Regions from separate parts of the Rattus norvegicus genome. Here region 2 is linked to region 1. Evidence: chromatin contacts called from public Hi-C data. All regions are on one chromosome and are shown on one strand. Each heading gives the region's core, a stretch centred on a gene start, on an enhancer-like site or on the middle of the called end of the contact. The rest is flanking DNA. Distances are from core to core; before and after follow the strand shown.

What was found. A called contact is a pair of places that touch in the nucleus more often than the background predicts.
Region 2: a contact with region 1 is called in a Hi-C map of kidney, with 3 times the contacts expected there. The contact joins two enhancer-like sites. A contact is called at or near these places in 9 of 12 Hi-C or Micro-C datasets (frontal cortex, hepatocytes, kidney and 4 more) and 1 of 1 datasets of contacts at active chromatin or transcription factors (oligodendrocytes).

Annotation. Positions count from the first base shown.
Region 1 is chr8:129,941,689-129,947,518 of GRCr8, reverse strand. Trak1 (trafficking kinesin protein 1) reads right to left here. Exons shown (of 16, transcript NM_001134565.2): 2 at 536-730. Among named protein-coding and RNA genes, the nearest start is that of Trak1, 20 kb to the right of the region's middle. Within about 2 kb of position 2,503, at least 14 of the 93 cell types and tissues checked have an H3K27ac peak or open chromatin away from gene starts, as enhancers often do. A contact at or near this core is called in kidney, where this site is marked.
Region 2 is chr8:129,975,287-129,981,116 of GRCr8, reverse strand. Trak1 (trafficking kinesin protein 1) reads right to left here. Exons shown (of 16, transcript NM_001134565.2): 3 at 2,851-2,927. Among named protein-coding and RNA genes, the nearest start is that of Trak1, 53 kb to the right of the region's middle. Within about 2 kb of position 3,051, at least 8 of the 93 cell types and tissues checked have an H3K27ac peak or open chromatin away from gene starts, as enhancers often do. A contact at or near this core is called in kidney, where this site is marked.

The DNA.
Region 1 (5,830 bases), core at 1,254-3,753:
CTAAGCATAAGCTCACCCGACAGGAAGCAGCTCTGCCACCTAGAGGTGTAACCCTACACTGCAGCAACCGTTTGGCTCCTGGAATTCTGGCTTACCCAGCTTCTGCACAGTCAGGCTTTGCTATGTCTACATTGATGGAAGCCGCCTGGATTTCCTTGTAATATTTGGTTTTTAAATGCAAGCAAATTCACTCTCAATGGGGGTTTAGAAGGGAAATGATGGAGAGATGGCTCAGCCATTAAGAGCACTAGTCACTCTACCCAACAAATACAAGTTATTATTTTTTAAAACAGGAAAAGAAGGGATACGAGAATAACTTGAAGTCATTCTGTGCGTTTCAAATGAAAGTGCTTGGTCCCCACAACTCATACAGACCAAGAAGACCCCTAACACGGCTAACCCCTAAGGCCACATCCCTCTTGGCTACCCTTCCATAGCCAACAGGTCCAGAGCTACTCACAGCAGACGGGACCAGGAGGCACAGGAAGGGCCTGGCATCACATCACCGTGCCCACAGATGGCGCCAGCTACTTACGGAAGTACTTCAGCGTCTCTTCGATCTGCTCGGTTGTGAGGTCGATGTTGGCATCTGGGGAGATGAGGGGCGTGTGCAGCCAGTCATCGTGGTCATAACCATAGATGGTGTCCGCTCTTAGCTTGTAGTGGGGCAGCTGCTCCTCCAGCAGGCTAATGATCTCCACTTCTGGAAGGTTGGTGCTGTTGCACACGTCTGGAGAGAGGAAGACTGAGTGAGAACCCTGGCCGTCGCCTTGAGAGCTGAGTTTGAGGCCTATCCCTTGTCGTCACCCATCTGCAGCATGCAAAATCCAGGCAAGGTCATATCCATGAGGGATCTTTTCTAATTTGAACTCTACTCTCAAGACATAGAATTACTGAGGTGGGAGATGTCTGATGGGCACAGGTAGGCACTAAACATATATCTTAGAACGTTGTACACTCAAGTATGGTGTCTCAGTTAAGGTTACTACCGCAGTGATGAAACACCATGACCAAAAGCAAGCTGGGGAGGAAAGGCTTTATTCCACTCACAGTTCCATAGAGCAGTTCATCATCAAAAGCAGTGAGGACAGGAATTCAAGCAGGACAAGAGCTGGTGCAGAGGACACGGAGGGGTGCTGCTTACTGGCTTACTTCCCCTGGTTTGTCCAGCCTGCTTTCTTACAGAACCCAGGACCACCAGCCCAGGGCTGGCACTGCCCACAGTGAACCCACCCCCAAACAATCACTAATTACGAAAATACACTACAGGCCTCTCTACAGCCCACCCTTACGGAGATATTCGTCAATTGAGGTTCCCTCCTCTCAGCTGATTTTAGCTGTATCAAGTTAACATAAACCTAGCCAGTACATATGACACACAGGATGAGGACACAGGCCCAGAGTACCCTGCAGACTATGACTGAGTCTATAGGATGGGTTTCTGACCTCACCGTGAGGTCAGCCCATTTAGCAGGGAGCCTATAGCAGTGAACTGCTGTGGGAGCAGCTTGAGTCCGGTCAACCCAGAAGCCAACCGCACTCCATGTGGGCCTAGCTGGATAAGAGAGGACGGTGAACTCTGGCTTTGGTGATAAGAATCAGTCCTCAGCTGGGGAAAACCAATCAAGAAGTTTGCAGATGCTCGGGGTGGACGTTCAAGGACACTGGGAACCCAGATGAAGGCGAGGACCAGGCCGGTTCCCTCTGGAATATGTAATATGGCAGGGATGCCACACAGCGACATGGGTGCTGCTAAAACAGGGAAGGCAGAGGGAGCCCAGTCAAACGGGAGCAGCCAAGGCCTGACCACACACTTGGAAGAGACAGTCATGGTGCCAACAGTAGGAGGGCAGGACTGTTGGAGGCAGCAGGGAGAGCCTATGACAGGACTTTGCTGGAGACCCACATAGGAACAGCAGCCAAGGCCAAGCTTCCCTTCCTCTCCCTGGGTGAGCCAAGGCAAGAAGGCAGAGGCAGTGACATAGGTGGACTGACCAGATCAGGCTAATCTGCATCCTGTTCCTTTGTACCTGATGAGATGGCCCCACGGCGCCCTCTAAGTCTATGAAATCATTTAAGAAGACAAAACTGTGAACTGTCACTCTCTGCGCAGGAACCCAGCTAGCCACACCCACCCCAAGATTCCCAGGAGCCTTTACCAGCCCACTGCACTCACTTCAGGTTGTAAAGTCTCTATGCAGAACATTCCCAGGCAGGAAGCCAGTGTGGGCTCTCAGAGTGCCAAGAAAAGAGTTAATGATAAAGTGAGGGCCCTGGGGATTTCATGGTATTTTAGGGCCACGGTTCAATCCCGAGAAGGGGAAATATCTGTATCTGAGTGTAGGGGCTTCTCTGCCTAACACGGGAGGGATCACAGCCAGCACAGTCAGCATCTGAGCTAGCAAGCCTTGGCGAGACCTGATGCACCTCAGAAGTGTGTGGAGAACAGAAGCCGTGACTCTCCTCAGAGATCGATGGCCCAATGCCCTCAAGACAAGGATCTCTTCCCACTCAGTTCCCAAGGAAACACCGTCCCCTGCAGGCCTACTCTGAGGTGAGCAGCCAGTTCCCACCTCTGGGAGAGCCCTCAGCCGCTGCACGGCCACCTCCTGAGGAAGGGGACCTGGGCTCAAGACAGCTGCTGCCAGTCAGTGGCATCTCTTGGGTAAACAGAGATCTGACCAAACCAGCTCTGCACAGCTGCACCCCCCAAAAAAGGCTGTGGCAGCCTGTCTGCAGGAGAGTGGGCAGGGGACCAACACATTCCCACGGGAAACACCCACACAACAGGCTGTCATTCTCTGGTGTCTCCGTGGTGTTTGAGTGGGGAAGAGAACAGAGCCTGGGGTGGGTGGAGTGTGGAAATCCCTCCTAAGAATAATGTCACTTGTGACCATCCTGTCAGCTGCTCAGCCACTAGGACTCGACCTGTCTTTCCAGGACTGGGACAGAATGCATTCTCGAACACCAGGGTATTTGATCTTTTTGTGATGTGGCCAACCACCTAGACATAAGCAATGCTGCACTTGCCTTCACAGCCCAGAAAGTTGGGAGATAGGAAAGGCATGTGGGGGCAGCCAGGGAGCTCTCCTAGACCTAAGGGCCAGAGGCTCTGGGGATGCTCTGTGAAAATGGACACGAGTGAGCGTTGTGGATTGCGAAGACGCATCAAGGTCTGAGGCCATGTAAACGCAGCTCAAAGAACTCTGAAGCATCGCTGGACTGAGGCTGGGGAGATGGCTCAGTCAGCAAAGTGCTCGCCATGCATGCTTGAGGAAACCCTAGTTCAGTCTACAGAAACCACATAAAAAAGCCAGATGTGGCGATACACAATGAAAAGAGAATTATACGAATTCTAGGTTTGGAAATATAAAAATTAAAAGATTAAATCCCAAAAGGCCACAGACCCAGGGCTAAGCCCTGCAGCCAGGACTAGCAGGCCATAAAGATAAAGGAGCACAGGAAACACTGTCCAGGCAGGACTGGCAAGCCATAAAGAAAAGGAATGCAGGAACCAGCCTGAGTTAATGGGACTGATTCATGGGACGTCTGGCAGAAAGACATCTCCCCCCAGCTCACTCAGGGCCATCCTCCAGACCCTGATAAGCCCCTGACTTCTAACACGTACTCTTTCTGCTTTGTTCTCACTGCTATGTTTGAATGAGCCAATTGTATGTAACCACGCCAAAACCCCCTAGCCTTCTCTATATAACCCTCTGACTTTTGAGTTTCGGGGCCGACACCTCTGTCTCCTGCGCGGGATACGTGTCGGCCCGGAGATCTCTGTAATAGGTCTCTGTAATAAACCTCGCCTTTGCTTATTACATCCAAAATGGTCTCTCTGTGTCTGGGGTCCGCGATTTCCCAAGACTTGAGTAAGGGTCTCTCTGCATGGGATCTTTCAACAATTGTACTCCCAGTCCTGGGGACGCAGAGACAGGTGGATCCCCAAGGCTTGCTGGCCTGACCGGCCTGGCCTGCCTGGTGATGTCTAGGCTAGGGAGAGACCCTGCACAAACAAACAAAATGGATGGTGTCCAAGGGAAGAGACATCCAGGGCAGTTCTCTGCTCTCCATACACATTTCCGTGCACCTGGATGTGAATGAAGAGAGAGTTCACACACAGAAGGAATCCACAGAAATGTTGCCAGCATTGGAAACCCACAGCTAGGTCCTTGCAGACTGTTCCAGATGGAAACTGAGGACAAGGTTCATAGGTGAGGAAGGAGCATGGATGATGTTGCTACTCAAGGCCACGAAACTAAGCAGGTGGCAGGTCCAGTCTGAGGAGCCCCAGCAGCTAACATGTGACATCCCCCACCCTGCCACGCACTGCACTGCCCATCTCTGGAAGCCTGTGTGTGGAACTTGGGGCCTCCCATGAAACCACACCAGGAGACCAGTGGAAGGCCCCACACAGGGGCCAAGGGAGGTTTGTTAAGCAGAAGGACAAGACTGTGTCCTTGTCACCTGCCCAATGGCAGGTGCTAACCATCTTTAGCCACAGTGGTAATGTCAAGGCCATAGTCATAACATCCCTGAGAGCCTGGACAGGTTAAAAAAAAAAGCACACACATGGTGCCCTCCATGTAGACTAAAGAGTACATATATGGTGCCTTCTATGTAGACTAAAGAGTACACACATGGTGCCTTCCGTGTACACTAAAGAACACACACATGATGCCTTCCATGTAGACTAAAGAGCACACACACAGTGCCTTCTGTGTAGACTAAAGAACACACACATGGTGCCTTCCGTGTACACTAAAGAACACACACACGGTACCCTCCATGTAGACTAAAGAGTACATATATGGTGCCTTCCATGTACACTAAAGAACACACACACGGTGCCTTCTGTGTACACTAAAGAGCACACACATGGCACCTTTCGTGTAGACACATGAAGGCCTGCCTTTTGGGCGCCATGATTCACAAACATTCTGCCTCTCGTGAAGCAGCTGAGTCCACAGTGAAGCCACTCTTCCCAGCCCAGCCCCTGCTGTTTTCTCTAGCTTCCCTTCCATCAAGACACACAAAGCCCCTGCCGTTCTCCATGGCTCCCCACCCCCAGCACACACAGCTATTTTAGACACTCGAGAATATTCACTGCCCATCACACTGCACCCTAAAATGTCGCTCAAATGTCAGCTTGCATTTGTGAATCCTTCCCTGACCAATTCCCCCAGGCTCCCCAGGCCTCAGCATATACACAATTACACAACGTCAGGCAGGGCCTCCTCCATATCTCCTCCCCCTAGCTGAGAGCCGCTCAGGAGAAGGGGCTCAAGAGTCTAAGCCCAGCCTCAAACCCAGCCCCTTGGGGAGTTTATGTCAAAGCTCAAAGCACTAGGAAAGAGAAGCCACAGTGGCAGCAGGGTGGCCGACTTCATCATCCTCCCGCGTGCAGGAGGTGCAGCCATCCGGTGACGAGGTCATTTCGTGTCCCTAGCTCTCCGTCGAGCGTGACAGAAAAGTGTCACAGGGCAGCAGAAGTAGCCCGAGTCCTAGGCACAGGCCGATGTTGTGCCTGTCATGGAAGTCTACTCCCAGGATCCCCTAGGGATTGCCCAAGCCCTAAGGTCTGGAATGACCCACTTCTAAGATGAGGGCACCCCTCGGAGCTGTCTGACAGAGAGGGGACAGTACAGGGCACCCCAGCGATCTCAGTCTATAGCGGGGACTCTCTCCATTCCCACAGACTCAGACTGGATCCACATCCTCCCCCTGGGAATCTGCTCTGTGCTGAGGTAACCTACCACGTGCCCCTTTCTTACAGCAAAGATAGTGGCTCTAGATTAGAGTTCAAATTTAAAACTCAGAATCTCAG
Region 2 (5,830 bases), core at 1,802-4,301, 33 kb before region 1:
CAGTCTCCGGTACTGCCACACCTGGTTCTGTCCAGGTTTATCAAGGCAACAAGATCCTTAGGTTTCTTTTGTGAATCACAGATATGAGGTGAGGTGTGTGTGTGTGTGTGTGTGTGTGTGTGTGTGTGTGTGTGTGTGTGTGTGTGTGTGTGTGTGTAGGGGGTGAGTGAGGAGTCACCTCCCATTTCTTGTTGCCAGTCAACATAAATCAAACATTTAGTTCTAAATCAAGAAAACCCAGCCAGGAAATGAGTTTGGCTTTAACCTTAGTGGCAACCACAGACTATAAATAACTAACTCGGGCCCTGGAACAAGCCAGTCAAAGTCTAGTTCTTTATTCTCTGAGGAATGAATCAAGGTGGCTTGAAAGCCTACAACCTGATGTTGGCCCTTGTCACCAACACACACTGGGCTGGCTGGCACTCTCCGTGAGCCTACTTCCCACACTCAGCAATGACTCATCCCATTCACCAATTTTCGGATAAAATGTGTAACTATGGGCCAGCAGAAAGCACGCCGTAACTGGGGCAGAGCAGCGAACTCTAGGTGATTCCCTATGCAGTCTGTCAGGACAAGCCTGAGGATCTCCTTCCCAGGAAAGACGCAACACACACACACACACACACACCCCACACCACACACACGCACACGCACACATACCACATAAACCCCACACACCACACACATCCCCCCACACACACACAGCACACACACCACATACCACATATACCCCACACACCACACACACCCACACACACACACACACAGCACACACACCACATACCCACACACCATACCCCCCCACACACACACCACATATACCACACCACACACACACACACACCCCACATATGCCACACACCACACACCACACACCACACACACACACACCCCACATATGCCACACACCACACACACCACACACACACACACCCCACATATGCCACACACCACACACCACACATACCACACACACACACACACACACACACACACACACCACATACACCACATATACCACACACACACACACACACCACACACACACACACCACATATACCATACATCACACACACACACACACAAACACACACACCACACATATACCCCACACACACACACACACACACGCTGTTCTGGGAAAGTTCTGCAGCACTCAGTATGCAGCTGGTATGTAAGCCAGCATTCCTAAACAGAGACACAGAGCCCAAGCAGGAACAGTATGAAGTGACTGTCACACGACTGGCTGTAGCAGTCAGAGTATGAGCCCTGTGGTTCCAGAGAAAGGCAGGGACTTCCCTGTGATATCTTATCAGGGCCAAGGACAAAGGGGACAGCTGCTATTTATAAAACACGGAGGTGCAGGCATGATTGCCTATCAAAAATAAAACAGGAAAGCACTAACTACAAAGGGGCGAGGGGAGAAACTGCTCTAAGGAGACATGATGTTCCTCCTTTAAAGCTTTTAAAGCAGGCAGTAGATCACCAGGGGCCGCTTTTGAAGGTCATAATCTGGCACTGGGTTCCAGTCACCTTCTATTTTCCCTGCAACCCCATGAACGACCACCAACTCATGCTCTCCCTTCCACAGGGGAAGCCTCCCTGCCACTCCTTCCCTAATATAATGTGCGGAAATCTCCAGTCAGCCCAACACAGTACCCTCTCCCCAACCCCACAAGCTACTTCTGTCAGGTGTGCTTACAGGGATAAAAAATTAAAAGTTACCAATACTTCTTCCAGGGCCTGATCATCCTGACCTGAAGGTACACCGGGCACCCCCATGTGTCCTCGGGGGACGTCATAGTCCCTTACTCCCAAATGAAACCAGAACACGGAAGCCAGCTGAAAACGCCAGTCTCTCGAGGGCGCGATCTGACTGACTTTCCTCCCCACATCAGCCAAGGCACTCTTGTTGCTCTGTATTTATTTCTATGTTGAGGCTGCCTCGGCTCCATCAGCTGGATGCAACAAAGTTTCACAAGCAAGAACATATTCTTTTCAAGCAGACTGGCTGTCCTGACAAGTACTTATGGGGCCCTGTGTGGTGCCATCAATTCAGAATATCAAAAACAAAGAGGTGTATCTGGCCTGCAGCCTGCCGACTGTATACATCCTATACATCCTGCCGTCTGTATACATCCCACAGGTTATCTAAGCCTGCAACCTGCCGACTATATACATCCTGCCAACTGTATACACACATAGGTGTATCTATCCTGCAGCCTGCCAACTGTATACATCCCAGGATAGATATGAATGTGTGCCAACCTGTAAACGGCAATGTCATACTGCAATGTCACAAGTTGGACAACCCCAATCTCAAATATCAGCTGAGCATGACGGTATGTTTCTGTAATCCCTACACTTGGGAGGCAGAGGTCATAGCACGGGGAATATGAGGCCGATGTCAGCTCCACAGCAAATCTGAGGGCAGTCTTCACAAGACTGTTGTTTTCGAACAGTAACAACGAATCTAACAGATGTGCACAAAGTCAACAGCAGCAAAGGCCTAGGGATAGAGCTACCAGGGGTGGTGGTGAATATCTTTAATCCCAGCCCTTGGGAGGCTGAGGCTGGCAGACCTCTATGAATTCTGGTCAGCCTGGCCTACACAGCAAGTTCCAGGCCAGGCAAGGGCTATAGAGTGAGATCCTGTCTCTAAATCACTAAGTAGCAAAAAACGAAACCATCAAATTGTAACTCTGTCTCAAAATAAGTAAGTAGCAAAATGAAACCGTTAACTTGTATACTACAAGGGCCCAATGTGAGGTTCCTTCCTGAAACAGACTGGGTGCCCACCAATACCCCCCCCCCGGTTTTATCGGCCCTCACCTCCCCCAGACACTCACCTCCTCAAGAAGCCTTGTGACAGCATCAATGTCATTGTATGTCTTAGTCATCTGGCCAACTCTTTCGGCACATAGAACTGTAAGAGATGGAAAAGGCAGTGAGATCGCTAACTGCAGAGAGCGGGATGTGGGCGAGCGTCTAACTCAGCTGACTCCTCAGACCGTGACATCAGGGATTGGACCTGCACTGTCCTCACCGTCACCAGGCTCTGCCTCCAGTGATGCTGAACTGTGAGTTACCCATTGACCACAAGAGACATGGGCACAGTAGGAGCTTTCAGAAAGCAGCTGACTGTATAATTATTAAACAATCGTCTAAAACCCACAAGTTCACAGGGACACACAGCCCTTCTTCCCAACTGGCCTAGATTCTAAAGATGCACAGTTTTTGTTTCAGCAGCATTAGGGAGCTATCCTTTGAAAATCCACTCCATAGAGCTTGCAACCCCATAAGAACAACAACCAACCAACCAGACCTCCCAGGGACTAAACCACTACCCGAAGAGTACACATGGACAGACCCATGGCTCCAGCTGCATATGTAGCAGAGGATGGCCTTGCTTGGCATCAATGGAAGAAGAAGCCCTTGGTCCTGTCAAGGCTGGACTCCCCAGTGTAGGGGAATGTCAGGGCAGGAAGGGGTGATGGTTGGGGAGGAAGAACACCCTCATAAAAGAAGGGGGAGGGGAGATGGGATAGGGGGCTTATGGACAGGAAACGGGGAAGGGAATAACATTTGAAATGTAAATAAAAAAAATCCAAGAAAAAAAAGGAAAAAATCCACCCCACAATCATTACCACCATGGCTGCTGCACACACACACACACACAGACACACACACACACACACAGACACACACACACAGACACACACACACACACACAGATGTATAGACATGCACACACATGCACACGTATGCACAAATGCACTCACACACATACATGTGCTCCCACAAATGCACACATATGCACACATGTATACATCTGCACACACATGCATACTTGCATAAACATGCACACACACATACACACATACACACGCACCCTCACATGCACACTGAACACAATACCCTTACATATACAGTTCATTGCATTATGAGAGGCTGTTTATCAACCACGTTAGGTCTGCACCTTCTCATTCCCTACTACTGACAGAGGAAGGCTTTAGTCTGTTACTGCCTTCAGGACAGTGGTTCCCAACCTTCCTAATGGTGCATGCAACCCTCTGATACACTTTTCGTGCTGTGTTGGACCCCCCCACCATAAAATTATCGGCCACTTCGTAACTGTGGTGCTGCTACTGTTATGAATTGTAATGGAAATAGCTGTGCTTTCTGATTGTCTTAGGTGACCTTTATGAAACTGTCGGTCAAGACCAAGGGGGTCACAACCCACTGGTGAGAACCATTGCTCTAGAGGTTTCATTTTGTTTTGTTTTGTTTTACTTCCTGTGGTTTTAGAGCCGATGAGAAATTATTTTTTGAAACCTGTCACTTTGGGTTAAATAAAGTATTGTAAGAGTGGACACTTTCCAGTTAGTAAAGCAGCAAAGGGAAGGACCCAAGTTCTACCCCAAAACCCACATGAAAAAGCATGCAGGCATGGTGGGGTGAGTTTGTAAACCCCACACTGAAGGGATGGAAACCGGTGCCTGAGGAATGGCACTGGAAGCTGACCCCTGACCTCCATAAGCATCCCCTACATGCACGCATACCTGCGCTCACACACACAACTTCACAGCGATGCTATGTAACACAACGCTGGAGAATAATTCTATTGACAGTGAGAGCTGCCATAATGACCCATGACCGCAAACAGGTGATGAGAGGCACCTGGGGCTCAAAGGCTCTCACCAAGTCACACCCGGAGCCTTGCTACAGAGCGGTCACTGGAATTTGGCAGTCTATAAATATTTCAGTTCGAAAGCAGAGCTGATCCTACCGATGAGCTCAGGGAAACCTGATCTCCTGGAATGATTTCCTAGCTCAGGCAGAGCCTGAAATCTGGTTTTCAATCTGAAGCACCAGAAACCTGGAAGCAAGAGCTTGTCCTCCGCCTCCTCCCCTTCCATGGCCACCGTTTCCCCCACAGGGGACCTCTGCCTTCTGGCAGCTGACACCACCTGGCTCTCTAACCTTCCTCCTTGCCTTTATGTCGGCCGGCAAGGGAATAGCAGGGAGATGTATAAGGAAGGGGTAGTCTAATTTGCTGTCCCTGGAATCCAGCTTGAATGCTCTGCACAGTTCAGTAGCTCAAGGTCAAGTGTCTCTGTGAAGACTGCTGTGCTTCTCCCAGCATTTGTGTTTCTCCTGAGCAACTGTGAGGTTCCACACAGATGAAAGGCTCCGGGCTCTTACTCCAGCCCTGCGCTCATCAGAGGTAACACGATTTAGAAATTCTGGGATAGGACACATCAGCTAACAGAGCTTGCCCGGAATGCACGACGCACTGGTTCCTTCCCCAGTATCGTATGAACCATGTATGGTGCAATCCCAGCAGGAGGGAGGCAGAGGCAAGAAAAAACCAAGCCCAGATCTCTGCAGTGCTCCTGAAACCACAGACAGATGGTGACGTGCGGTCTTAACAAATAACATGGATCCCTCTGTGTCCCTGACTCGAACCTGGAAATGGCTTTATTCTATAGAAATGTCATGTGTCAAAACTGAATGCTGGCTCAGCTTCTCTCTGGTTTCATTTATACTCCTCTGTGTGTACTCCTCTCCTCTGTGTGCCTACTGACTGTCCCCTCTGCAGGCTAATGCATCCACATACAGGGTCCCTACAAGGGGTCCCTAAGAAGTCACTGCAGTAAGCTTTAGAATACTGATGGTAGAGTCAGCAGTCCTTCCAGTATTTTCTCAAGCCCACACTGTCACCAGGCACTGGCAAGCACCCTTCATGTTCTCAAGATGGAAAACTGCACTAGGGGCTCCAGGGTGTAAGGACATTCCGCAAGACACAGGACTATTGCCTGAGTCCAA